2 separate regions of the Rattus norvegicus genome follow, and region 2 is linked to region 1. A link is a contact called in public Hi-C data. All regions are on one chromosome and are shown on one strand. Each heading gives the region's core, a stretch centred on a gene start, on an enhancer-like site or on the middle of the called end of the contact. The rest is flanking DNA. Distances are from core to core; before and after follow the strand shown. Region 1 overlaps Fndc1 (fibronectin type III domain containing 1). Region 2 has its middle 170 kb from the start of Fndc1.

Evidence for each region. A called contact is a pair of places that touch in the nucleus more often than the background predicts.
Region 2: a contact with region 1 is called in a Hi-C map of psoas muscle, with 3 times the contacts expected there. The contact joins two enhancer-like sites. A contact is called at or near these places in 3 of 12 Hi-C or Micro-C datasets (the Rat2 cell line, Schwann cells and psoas muscle).

What each region holds. Positions count from the first base shown.
Region 1 is chr1:49,688,192-49,694,857 of GRCr8, forward strand. All of the region lies in intron 1 of Fndc1 (fibronectin type III domain containing 1), which reads left to right. Among named protein-coding and RNA genes, the nearest start is that of Fndc1, 4.7 kb to the left of the region's middle. Within about 2 kb of position 4,505, at least 10 of the 93 cell types and tissues checked have an H3K27ac peak or open chromatin away from gene starts, as enhancers often do.
Region 2 is chr1:49,849,256-49,855,809 of GRCr8, forward strand. No RefSeq gene overlaps it. Among named protein-coding and RNA genes, the nearest start is that of Fndc1, 170 kb to the left of the region's middle. Within about 2 kb of position 2,391, at least 15 of the 93 cell types and tissues checked have an H3K27ac peak or open chromatin away from gene starts, as enhancers often do.

The DNA.
Region 1 (6,666 bases), core at 3,255-5,754:
CTCGAGGCAAGCATTCACTTCATATTTTATACAACGCCTGATGGAATGAGTCTCTTCTAGTTTCCCGTCTCCCCACCTACAGTCCCACAGCCTCGCTCTTTCTAAGCTAAAGTGTTCGGGGCTCTGAGTTCTTGTTACAGAAAGCGATCTGAGAGTGGGGCACTGGTAAGTGAGCTTTGTGATGGTTCCAGCCTCCCTCCTTCCTTTCTGAGTCCACAGTCAACTTAGGATGGGTTCTGCTTGTGAGTGTGGGAAGGCAGGGCTGTTTGTGCTCCTCATGGGTTGGGCAGTGTTGCCAGTGGCCGCTCTTTCTCTCGCTCTTTCTCTCGCTCTCTGCTCTGCAAATCCCTGCACTTCGGAATGTTGGAACTGGAAGACGTGTTGGCACTTCCCTCTACTGCGTTGACGTGGGATCTGCAGTAAAATGATGACCAGACTAGAAATGGACAAAGGAGACAAGCACATCTCCAAGTGCCTATTTACCGTACTTAAGTTCAATTAGGGAAGGGAAGAAGTGGGCATAGCAGCTTGCAGATAGCTCCTGCGCCGGGGAAGAAATCACGAAGCAGCATGTAATTTATTCCATGGGCTCCTTGAGGAGCCTTCCTGTCTGTCTGTCTTGCCGTTCGCAGTTTGCAGCAGCTGCTTGGATTTGTGTCTGGTGGGGCAAAGCCTCGGGCAGACGTAATTCATGATTCCTGCGAGTGGCAGCTGTCCGCCCCGTCCCTCCTCTTTTGGGTCCAGCATTTCTGAAAGGCAAATTACCCAGAGCCACAGGCATTCTTCTTGTAGCACACATGGAAGACTCTCATCTTGGGACAGATTAAAAAGAACAAAGTAGCAGGTGATGCCCCCCCCCATCACTACCATAGGTTACTAGGCAAACATTAAAGTAACAGGGGTGCAGGGGTTGGGGATTTAGCTCAGTGGTAGAGCACTTGCCTAGCAAGCGCAAGGCCCTGGGTTTGGTCCCCAGCTCCAGAAAAAAAAAAGTAACGGGTGCACCCAAGTCCATAGGACCGAAGCCATCCATGCACTTACAGCAGACACCCAGGGATGGCTAGGGGCCATCTTTAGTTTCTTCTAAAAAAGCTAAAGATCTTTTTAACTAAGTCCACAAGGTCAAAGCTATCCTCAAAGTAATATGAGTTCACTCTTGGCCTCTTTCCTGCATCGATATTCACCTGAATGGTGTAAAAGCTTGCTGGGTATAATAGATGGTACCTGACAGGGTCCAAGGCTTGGACACTGAAAACACTAAGTGTTTAACCCCAGGGATAAACACCTGTGGGACTCCCAGTCAGCACTTGAGTAGCTTGCTTTCTAAGTGGAATGTAGTATTTACTTTTAAAAAAAAAGTCTACAGACAAACTCTAGCTGCTGACTTGAATAGTTCCCGTACAGTTTTTTTCCTTCAAAAAATGAGCAAAGTGAGCCTGGTGCCTCTGCTAAAGTAATTGCACGAATTTCTTGTCAGTGATGCAACTTGAGTTTCTTGAGCTTGAAGGCAGCTAAGCTGTCTCTCCCCTGGTAGGTTTGAAACGCTTCTCTGTAGTAGAAACCTTTCCAATGGCAACAGTGACAGGAATGAATGTGGTTTTAATAGCAATATGAATGAAAATGTGCCTTCGAAATGTCACACGATGAAACACAGTGAGTCCAAATAGCGATCACACAAAATAGTGTATACAGGGGCCCAACATGGTGGCAAGCATCTGCAAAACCAGAGCTCCTGTAGCAAGAAAGATGGGAGGTGGAGATGGGAGAGCCTTCAAGTTACTTACGGTTGTAAGTCAGGTGCTCAGGAATGCACAAGGCAGCGACAGAAACAAAAGAGACTCCATCCCGATAAGGTAGAGCACGAGATCAGTCTTCCCAAGACCATCTTCCGGCCTCCATGTGCAAGTGTGCACTTACATGTGCATATGCCAGGGCATGTGTGAATACACAGCACACTTACACACACAATGCACACACAGGCACACAAACGCACACGCAACGCACATATGCATGTATACACACAGGCACATATGCATGCACACACATAATCTACTGTCTATCTTGAACTGTTCACAGGGCCTTGTACATGCTAGACACACTGCTCCTGAGTTATACCCTCATTATAAATGAATTAATTGTTAAATTAGCATAATCCCTAGTATAGTAAGGAAAGATAGATGGCAGACTCCCCATTGAAGTATAACTTTTATGGGAACCTTGTAAGTTTAAAGGTAGAAAGGGATCCAGAGGCCACAGAGTTTTTTTTACAGCTCCTGGGATACACGGGTGAATGGAAATTAGAAGTCCAGACACCTGAGGCAGAGTCTTAACGTCTTCATGACCTCTCTACTGGCTGTCTGTATTTGTGGGTAGATGTGGTCAGTGAGACCCTCTCATCGTTAGAAGCCCTGGAAACTTTCCTGTGGCCTGGGCAGCTCCAACTCTTTGGTGTTTCTTTCCACTCATGCCTTTGCAAGCAGGTGGACCCTTTGGCTTCAGTCTGTGCTCCGGAGCCTAGCAGGCAGATGACCCATATCACTCTTTTGTGAGCATAGAAAGCATTATTGTAAAATTAGGGGTGCAGTGGGATTGCAGGATGACAATTCTTGTCCCTAGGAAGCTGTCACTAGAAAGTCCCCATGTCACCAACATGTGACAATATCTACATGTAAGTGGTAATGACCCATCCCTTGTCTATGGGAGGGACATGGATGTGGACTGTGTTCTATCCCTATGTTTGCTGTGAGGAATGACCACACACCTGGCTCAAAGCAGCAGGAATTATTATAAGATAGTACTGGAGGTCAGGAGTCCAGATTGGGTCTCTTGGGGCTAAAATCCAGGGCTGTGTTCCCTTGGGAGACATGGGGCACGAGTGGGTTTCTTCACTTCCAGCTCCTGAGTGCTCACCTTTCTTGGCTCTGGAGACTTAGGAAGAGACCTTTGGGTACCACTACTACTCTGCCAACCTCAAGGGGTGTGAACAAGAAACCTGGGTACAAACGTTTCCGGAGATGCTCCCGGAGGCTGATTGGGGACAGGACCGCTGTTTAATTCCTTATGGAATTTCAGGGCTGTCTTAGGTCGTAATTAAACTTCTGTCATCAGGAGCTTTTGTTTCATTTACAAAACGCGGGGGCGGGTGTTTAAAGCTATAAAAATGAAATTGAGAAAGGAACAGGCCTGCTGTGTAGTTACTTGTGAAAGCACAGATTTCATCTGTTAAAGTGCTGAGCAAACTGGAAACCGGTGCCTTGGGGAGCTTTTGTTGCCCGCACATCTTCCCCAGCCTTAATAAATGCGCATTTGAGTATTTGGAACCATTGGTTAGTCGCATAAACTAGCATCATTCTCTTCAAGACTTGGACCTAGCGCTCGGCAGCACTTGCGTTCTGTGGCCGATAGAGGGCGCTCCTGGCCTTTCGGAGGCGGTCCCATCTTCCTTGGGCTCCATTCGAGCCGGGATTTAGAAAGGAAGAAAATGAGCACAAACTTTCAGTTATCTGCTTTGTTCCCTTAGTGCACTGCTTAAAATTTGTTTTAGCTTGCTACTCGTTGGAGCTTCCTGCAGGCATTAAATTGGGAAGGACGTGGTCGACATGGCTGCATATTAACCATTGCCAATTACGTGTTAATACGTAAGGGATTTGAAACCTAAATCTAAAGTTGGACTGTGCAACCTTTTAGATGTTGGGGTACCCTTGGTACCTTTGTAGGCCCAGGCCAGAATTGAAACAGTTGGACCATGGGGGAGAATTTAAAAATCATGGGTATGTGTGTGTCATAGTCTTGGTAATTCCCCCCGCCCCCAGTCTCAAGTTTTACTTTTGTAGCTAGGGGAGTATTGCAAATTATTTTAATTATCATAGTGAGAATTTATCGTAACTTACTGTTAAGTGTAGCAACAGTAAATGCTGATTCAAAACAGTTAGCATTGTAGTTTTCTGCGGTGGCATTGAAGTACTCCATAAAGCCCATGCTACAGATGTGACTCTCACCCTTACCGCATGAGGACGTTTTTAAAAAGTGTCCTTTTCCTAACAGACTCTTCCCAAAGTGTCCTTCCGCTTGGTTTCCATAGTCACCATGTGAACTTGGTGATACTCACATTTTCTTCCTGTGGAAACCAGGAGTAAAGCTGTCAAACTGTTCTCACGCTGGTATAATCTAGTAAATACTTGTCCTAGGATTTGGACTCAAATCTTAGAAATCCTACACTCCTCCCCTGCAGGCTACCTGGGGTTACACGTCTGGGAATTAACTGTGCTAACCAGATTTTCTTCCCCAGGCTACGTGCAAATGCCAGCACCAGCGTTTCTGACTTGCTCTGAGTGCTGGTTAGTTTTAACTGTTAACTTCACGCAGCACAGAATCACCTGGAAAGAGAGTCTTATTTGGGATTATTTAGATTGGATTCGGTGTGGGCAGGTCTGTTGGAGATCGCCCTTGCTAATTGAGGTAGGAAGACCCCGCCCACTGTGAGCGGAAGTAGGCAGTACAAGCCAGGAGAAAGCTCATAGCTGGCAGCAAGCCAGCAAGCGAGCAAGCGACAGAGAGGTAATGCACTCATTTCTTCCTACTCTTGCCTGTGGATGTGATGTCTCCTCTAAATTCCTATTGCCTCAACTTCCCTACATGACAGAATGTAAACTGAAACTGTAAACTGAAGAAATGAATCGAGAACAGCATTTTTTTTTGGGTCTCTCCTACTGTGGTTGGCTGACAAGGAACTGTGGTATGCAGGGAAGTAGGGCTTCCCTGAAATTGCAGTTGGTGTGACAAAGTGGACCAGGAGGTGTTCGGATAAGGGGCGCTTGTGCCAAGGTGTGTGCCGCTAAGAAGTTACACCTCGCAACAGGTCTAGGGCAAGAGGTTTTTGGGGGAGGGGGGAAATCGAAAGGTCTTCTCTGAATGGGGACATGAGAAATAGACAGATGTATAGACAGGCAGACAAACAAACAAAATGAAACGGGAGAGAGATAACCCGATCTGGTGTGGCCAGAGCCTTTGTGCACTGCACCTGGTGCATCTGGCTATCTGGGGGATGACCTAAGACTCTCCTGCTAGGTCCTGGGAGGGCAGGCCAATGGAAATGCCTGATTTCTAACAAGGGGTGTGGTTATAACAAGGTCCTTCCTATAATAGGTCTTGTTTAACTTTCCTCATGACCACTCACAGACCTGTGCTTGTGTGTCTAATCCCATCCTTAACCCCTTCGTGGTTTACCTCCAGGGGCTCATAGCCAGCACACATACGCACCACATGCCCCTTACCTGTAAAAACTTTGAAAGTGTGTTCTGTGATTTCAGTCTCTGTCCCTTGCCAGTTGTGTAAGAGTCCCTAAGCTCTCTCCTGGTCAGTTCGAGGAATGCCAGGGTGGAAAACTAATTGAACCGGGTTGGACAACTAGTTAAACTAGTCTAGCATTACAATACACGACAGACCAAACCTCAACAGTATCCCCTGTCTAGTTCACAAATGAATGAGACTCAGACTATGGTGATTTTATTTGGCTTTGACAACTACTAGGGGTCACCCCTAATCTACTTTTCTAACTGCTGGCCTGGCTACCTCCCCAGCAATGTGCCCCAGATACTTGCTGTTTCTCCTGGCCATGTGCTCTCATGGTCCATTTCCCCTCATGGCGGCTTCCTTCCTTCTCTCTCTCTCTCTCTCTCTCTCTCTCTCTCTCTCTCTCTCTCTCTCTCTCGGCAACCCCCAACCAGGTAACTCAAAACCCACCCACCTCTAATCTCCTCAGGAATTGGCTATACCATTTTTTATTTATCCAAAGTTTTAAATTAAGGAACAGGGTTTGCACAACAGAAGCTGGCAAATGTGAGGACTAGACCTTTAGGTCTAGTCTAGCATCACAAAACACAACAGACCGAAAACATACCACAGGTGGAAGTCTCTCTGGTCGCTTCTGTATCCCTTGTGCCTGCCTTACACTCTGAGACTTCCTTCCTCAAAAAACATTGGTTGGTCGGTCCCCAGCTCCGAAAAAAAGAACCAAAAAAAAAAAAAAAAACATTGGTTGGATGAGCGAATGGTGTGGTTGATGCAAGTTATCTGTTTAACCGATGCTCATTCCTTCCTTCTTTAAGATTTTACACACACACACACGCACACACACACACACACACACATACACACACACACACACGCGCACACACCTTTTTGTTTGATATATTGTTTCTATTCCCCACTTTTCATAGATTATTTGTCTATTCCCATTAGTAATCACTAGGTGATTTTAAAATTTTTAAAAACTATTCATTTGAAATTTGGACTGCCACTGGGTCTTTTTGGCTTCTGGTTACATCTGTTTCACTTGCTTTTTTTTTTTTTTAAAAAAAAACCTACCTCCCCACAGCACTTGTTTGGCCTCTCTTTGTGTGTGTATGTGTGTGTGTGCGTGCATCCCAGGATGGCCTTAAACTCACTATCTGGTTTTGAGTTTCTGATCCTTCTGCATCCACATGCTGGGATTACAGGCATGTGCCACCATTTTTGGGTTATGTGGTGTTGGGCCCTGAACTCAGGGCTTCATGTGCATTAGACCAGCACTCACCAACTGAACCCCATCCCAAGACCCTGCCTGTTGCATTTTCTAAGGGAATTTTTCAGGGAGTTTTCAGGGCTATTTGAGTGGTGATTGAGGAC
Region 2 (6,554 bases), core at 1,141-3,640, 160 kb after region 1:
AAAACCTAGGACTCCATTTGACCCAGCCCTGGGGAAATGGGTCTCTCCAGTATGGAGTTTCTCCTGCCCTTTAAGGTTAAATTGTACTTTGAGTGCTGGTGTGGTTTAGTGGAGGCCTGTAGAGAAGTCTTATTTTTATCATTTATTCACTGTAAACAATCTAACGTCTCTGGTCACAGTCAGTCACTTGAAAGACAGGTATGAACTCTTGCCCTATAGGGCTAGCCTTAGATTTAATAAGATAAGGTATGTAAATAGCCTTGGGAGTGATTGGTATATAAGAATTACTCAACGAGTTTAGTTTTAAAGGAGGAATGCTGTGCACAAACTACACTTTCACTCTGCAAAGCCTGTCATTATTGTGTGCCCAGCTACCGAGTTCGGTTTGCAAAGCATCTTGGTCCATCAGCACCGGGCTCAGGCATTTGTTAAGTCTCTGTTCCCTTGGCATCTGTGTATATTCATGCACACACGTGCACATGGATGTAAGTGGTGTGCATTTGGATTTGTGGCGTGAAGCATACAGTACATGGCAGATTTTAAATAAGTAAGATGCTGGACTTAGCTTTCTGTTGAAGAGAAACTAACAACCTAGTTCGTTGTTGTTGTTGTTGTCGTTATTGTTGTTTTTAAATAAATGATGGGAGGAAAAAAGCCTCAGTGGCAGGGGGAAGGAAGTCAGCTCTGGCTGAACTGGGGTTACCTTACCTGGGAAGGAGGAGGAAGATTCCATGGGTGGAGAAGGCATCAAGAAAATCCTGGAGGTGGCAGATTGAAAAGCAAGGAGTGTCTCTTGCCTTTTCAATACAGACAAAGAAACCCAGGAGTCACCTCTTGCCCTAAATTTTGCCAGAGATAATCCAGAAATCAAGAAGAAATGATTGTCTGGATAAGAGAGTTCTGGGACTTTTGTCAGCTCTATGGGAAGGCTGAAGCTCACATGGAGAGGAGACAGTGAGGTGCTGCATCCAAGGGACAAGACTGAGCCTGGCACAAGAAGAGCCTGGCTGCAGGTCTGAGCCTGGCCCCCCCTTTTCTGCCATCTAGCAGGCATTTACAAAACCCGGTTTCCCTGGAAGCCCTAAGTAGTAGCCCCACTTCATCCAGAAGATCCTGTCCTGTCATCCCTCCACCCAGGAATTCCCAAGGCTTCTCCCAACACTGTGTAAGTGGCTATGAATGAACAAAGAGTAGCAGGTCTTCACGGCTTCGACTTCCACCTGCAGCAGAATTTCAATGAATAATTCTTACCATATCCTCTGGATATCCTAGAAACTGGAAATTTTATTAAAATTTGATTGTAGGCAAATATGTCTAGCTCACCTCCAGAAAGTGGCATAAAGAACCATGTCCTACCACGTACAGGCTTGGCTCTTTTGGGGACGATCCCTGATATCCTGTTTAATTTAAAAGTCTCCAAGTTGGGCCCCCTTGCCTGCTGATGGTGTTGAGCACTGGGTAGGGAGATTCTTGCTGTGTCTCACGGTGTCTTAGTTATTTTTCTGTTGTTGTGATAAAGCACCATGACCTAGGTGGGTTACAGAACAAAGTATATTTGGGCTAACATTTCCCGAGGGTCAAAATCCAGGATGGTGGAGCAAAGGCATGGTGGCAGGAGCTGAACTGGGGCTCACCTCTCAAATTGGAAGCACGAAGCAAGAGAACATGGTGGAAATGGGGTGTGACTTAAAAACTGAAGAGACTTCCCCACAGTGACATACTTCCTCAGGCAAGGCCATGCTTCCTAAACCCACCCAAAAGCCACCAACTGGAGACCACGTGTTAAAAACTCCAAGCCACTAGGACACGTTCTCTTTCAAACCACCACATGGTACTCAGCAGGAAAGTAGCAAAAGGGTGTGGTTGCTGGCCACCTTTCTCTGCCAACTGCACCTCTCAAGTGACTCTAATATTCCAAGTCTATGAGCCAACCCTCTGCGGCTTCCTCCTTGTAAGAGTGATTAATTAAAATTTTTATCTTCATGATTTTAACTAGTGACTCCTCACTCATTTCTGTAATGTTATCCAAAAGATACCATTGCTCATTAGAGCCTTTCAGATAGGCCTAATCAGCCATTTCTCTCTTATTTGAACTGTCTTCATTCCTGGAATATTTGTGGGTGCGGTGGCTGTTGGACGCCTTTGAGGTTTGCAGAGCTTTGCAGCTATGGAAAAATCTCCACTAAAGCTTCTCCGGCTTAGTTTAACTCAGATGTCTGGACCTGGTGTGGTTAGCAGAAAATTTCAATAGAGCAGTAATTACTTTTTTATTATTGTAATACACGGGAAGAAAAATCCTGGCTTCCAAGTTGGGAAAGTCCTGCTGTGAGTCAATAAAGCTCCCACCTCTGACCTCTCAGAGGCAGGGACAGGAGTCTTGTGACTCCCAGGATAGAGCTGGGGAGCTCTGAGGTCCCCCCAAGCAGGTTGGGAGAAATGAGTGTGGGCCTGAGGTCACTGCTGGCCTCTGTGTCCTGGCTCCTGCCTGGCGGCTGACTCTGGCAGGCCAGTGGCTGGGAAGGAGGCCCGGTTTTGTCCTTTGTTTCTCTGGCCCCAACAAACACATTTGAGCTTTTTGAGTGTGTACTCACTTGAATGAAGATCTCTGGCATCCCAGGGAGATTTGGAGCTCGTTCTGTGGCCCTGAGGGCATGGACCACCTGGCCTTGGTTAGACTCCAGGCTGTTGTGTCTCAGCTGACTGTCAGTCTCCTGCAGCAAAACTATTCTTCAGAGGAGCACATCCTTCCCCCTGTTTTCAGATTCTGCCTCTTCAAGTGCCTGTCAGCTCCGTGGGAGGGAACTGGTCCTTGTCGGCCGATTGCCAATCAAGTACAAGTGTTCCACGAGTTGTCTCTGTCACAGCAAAGCTTAGCTAGAATCCCAGGTGAGTGGGGTAGAGTATGAAAGGGAATTTTGGAATGCCCTTTACTCTAATTTCTGATACCTTCTACAGAGAGCATATTATTATATGTTGGGCGTTCTGAGGCATGTTAGACCTTGGGCATGGAGTGGTACTGGATGTGGTGAGCTGAGCAGAGTGAGCCGGACACAGTCCATCCAGGCCTCTTTGGGTGAACACTTGACGACGGTCAAGTGTAAGGAAACTCAAAGATCCACGAGCTACCAAGACATAATGTGTCCCCTGACTAAAGGGCGCAAGGGGACAAGAGGGACAATCTCAACCTGCACAAGTAGCAAGGACCCTGGGGGATGAGGTGACAGAGAACACTTGTCACTCGACCCAGCTGTTTCAGTCATCTTCACCAAGGTGAACTTCAAAGTTGGTTTTTCATGGAAACATCTAAGTTGGGATTCTAAACTTCCCAAAGCCTCTAGGAAAGAGGGACCTGACTCTTCAGGCCAGGACAGCCAGTGTATAATCACACTCAGCCGCTCCCCAGCTTCTCCTAGACTGTCTCGGGGAGCACCGAGAGCTCCCCTGGGTGCTCAAGGACATGTGCTGTGGGACAGGCCTCTTAAAAGCCAGGAGTCTTACTCTCTCCACACCCACTGGGATTTCTGGATCTCGGGTGATTTAAATAAGAACGTTCCCTCCTAGGTTCAGGCATTTGAGCACTTACTCCGGTTAGGCTACGTGTATCCCATCACTCTGTGTATCTGACTGGATACGTGGGGTGATTTAAGAAATCCCCAAACTCCCCTGATACCCACTTATACTCCGAAAGTTCCGCACTGCCTGGCGGATGGCAGTCATGACTCGGAGTATGGCCCTCTAAGAGCTCCCCCACCCACCCCTGCAGGGCACCTTTACAGCACAGATGCATCTTGGGAAGGGCAGGGAGCTCTTCACTCCACTGAAACGTCATTTATCACAGATTAGCTGTTGGGTCTGGGTGGGAATGCCTGGAGTGGGCCCAGGAACAGGCAGTTTTGCTAAGAAAAGAAAGGAGATGTTGTCCACAGCATGAGAAGCCACCACAGTAGATCCATGCCCAGTGAAGAAGATCCCAAACCGGAAGTTTCCCCTGTAGGAGATTTATCAGCCGCCTAATGTGTAGGGAATGAAGAAGGAGCAGGAAGAGTCCTGGGAGGATGGAGAAGGAGCAGAGAAAGGAGCGAAGACAGGACGTTCACAGTAGTCACTTCACACAGAGCCACAGGGAAAGCTGACGACAGATAAAAATAGCCCCGAGCAATGACTTGATGAGTCCACGAGCCACTCAGGTGACTTCTAATGACTTGTAGGCACCACTGATAACCCTCCCTATTCTTCATGGCCCTGAAAAGCCAACCAGTGCACACAAGAAATTATGTAATTTTATGTGAATTAAATTAATTAAATCGACAGAAACCTGAGCAATGGAGACTAAAATCCAGTACACGTGGGTTTTAGGTTTACTCATGCAAACAAATATCAAACAATAAAGCCAGTTTTGCCCCCCCCCGTCATACTTTCCATAAGTCACCCTCTGAATATATTTCTTTTTTTTTCTTTTTTTCTTTTTTTCTTTTATTTGGAGCTGGGGACCGAACCCAGGGCCTTGCGTTTGCTAGGCAAGCGCTCTACCACTGAGCTAAATCCCCAACCCCTGAATATATTTCATAGACACAAACAGCCTGTGATTTCTCTCCTTGTGGTGATTTGAATAAGAATGGCCCCCTTAGACTTAGATATTTGAATACTCAGTTGTTGGCTCTGTTTGTATAGGTTTAAAGGTCTTGCTGGTACACACACACACTTGCTTAAGGAAGTATGTCACTGACAGTGGACTTTGAGGTTTCAAAGCTATGCACCGGGGGTTGGGGATTTAGCTCAGTGGTAGAGCGCTTGCCTAGCAAGCACAAGGCCCTGGGTTCGGTCCTCAGCTCAAAAAAAAAAAAAAAAAAAAAAAAAGCTATGCACCCTTCCAAGACATCGCGCGTGCGCGCGCGCGCGCGCGCGCGCGCACACACACACACACACACACACACACACACACACACACACACAATGTTTCATGCTAGCAGTCCAAAATGTGAGCCCTCAGCTTCCTGTTCCTGCCCCTATGCTCACTGCTTCATGCCATGGGTCCCCACCATGATGTACTCTTGTCTCCCTAGAACTGTAGCTCAAGGTAAGTCTTATATAAGCTGCCTGGATTGTGGGGTTTTATCACAGCAACAGACAAGTAATGGATACAGTCCTCCTGGATGCATCTGTCTTCCTGGGCCTCCTCATGGGACCTGCTTCAGCTCTCTATCCTCACAAAGGCTTAACCACTGCAAATTATAGAACAACTCAAGTACCTCTGTGATGACAGATCCTGACAAGTGTCTGGATTGATGTGAACAGTCCAAGTGCCACAGGAAGGAGCTATCTTCTGGAGGCATCTATAGGGTGGGGTAGGACTCGGAGATCATGTCTTCACCCCTTATCCAGACTGACAGATATCTAAATGGTGCAGAAATACAACACATTAGTATTGTGTTGTTCCAAGTGTCTGACCTTGAGAGGGGCTCCAGAGCACACATTCTCATAGCTATGAAACCCTAGTGTGAATTCTGAGATGCCAATGGTCAGTATTTGTGAAGAGAAATCTGCTGTCCAAATAATCAGGTTAGTTTTTCCAAAGAAAGAATTACTACAGTGACCCTAATCTGATCCCAAGGTCTGAGCCCAAATCACATCTCCACACCATCTTTGCCAACCTTAGACAGTTTAGTGCTCTACTCCCTCAACCTTGACCTCAGGCCAACCCTTGGGAGTCTTCACAGCCCCTGGAAGGGCTCTGCTTTTCCCTATTTCCAAATGTCCCTCTGGATCCAATGTTCTGTATCTTGCCTGGACCGGAAGTCTTTGCATTTTAATAGGAAAAAATAATTCAAATTGGATGCTGAATGAATTCCTTATAAATGGCTTAACCATAGAGTGTTGACATTTCCTTTTACTTACACTAATGATGTCGAGTTTCTTAAATGTGTTTGGCAGCATACACACATCTTTCATATGGGATTTTTTTAACATGTCTTTTGACCACGAAATCTTTCTAAAACTTCATTGTGCTTATTAGGTTTTAGCTTGAAATGTGACGGACCATTAGTTTGTTCTTGGAGGGCCAAGGTTTGACCAAGGAATAAAAAAAAAAAAAAAAAGCTAAGGAGCTTTCTTAAATGCTGTGTGCATGTGACAGGGGTAGATGATGGTGGTTGTATGGTATTCTAGGATGTAAAGCGATAGCCTCATACAGCTCAAGAACCTAAGATAATTAGCTCTTTTCTCGTTAATCTTACGTTCTTTAGCATCCGAAATGTTAATGGCAGCTTCATGCTAGGTCTGCGCCTTTAGCACTCATGCCATTGAAATCACCTCTCTTAGTCATTAATGTTTATGATAGTCCAGGCTTCTCGGGTCTGGCCAACCTAGGACCCAGCATCAAGACTAAAGGGAACACTTCATCCTGGGAAACATCTGAGTGGGAACCAAGGACCTTCCGCTAACACTAAAATTGCCATAAGCTTCTAGGCACACAAGCATTTTTCTCTTCCTTATACCCAAACCCATAATAGTTCATCTTAGACGGTAACTTTCAAGTCACCAAATTTACATATTAT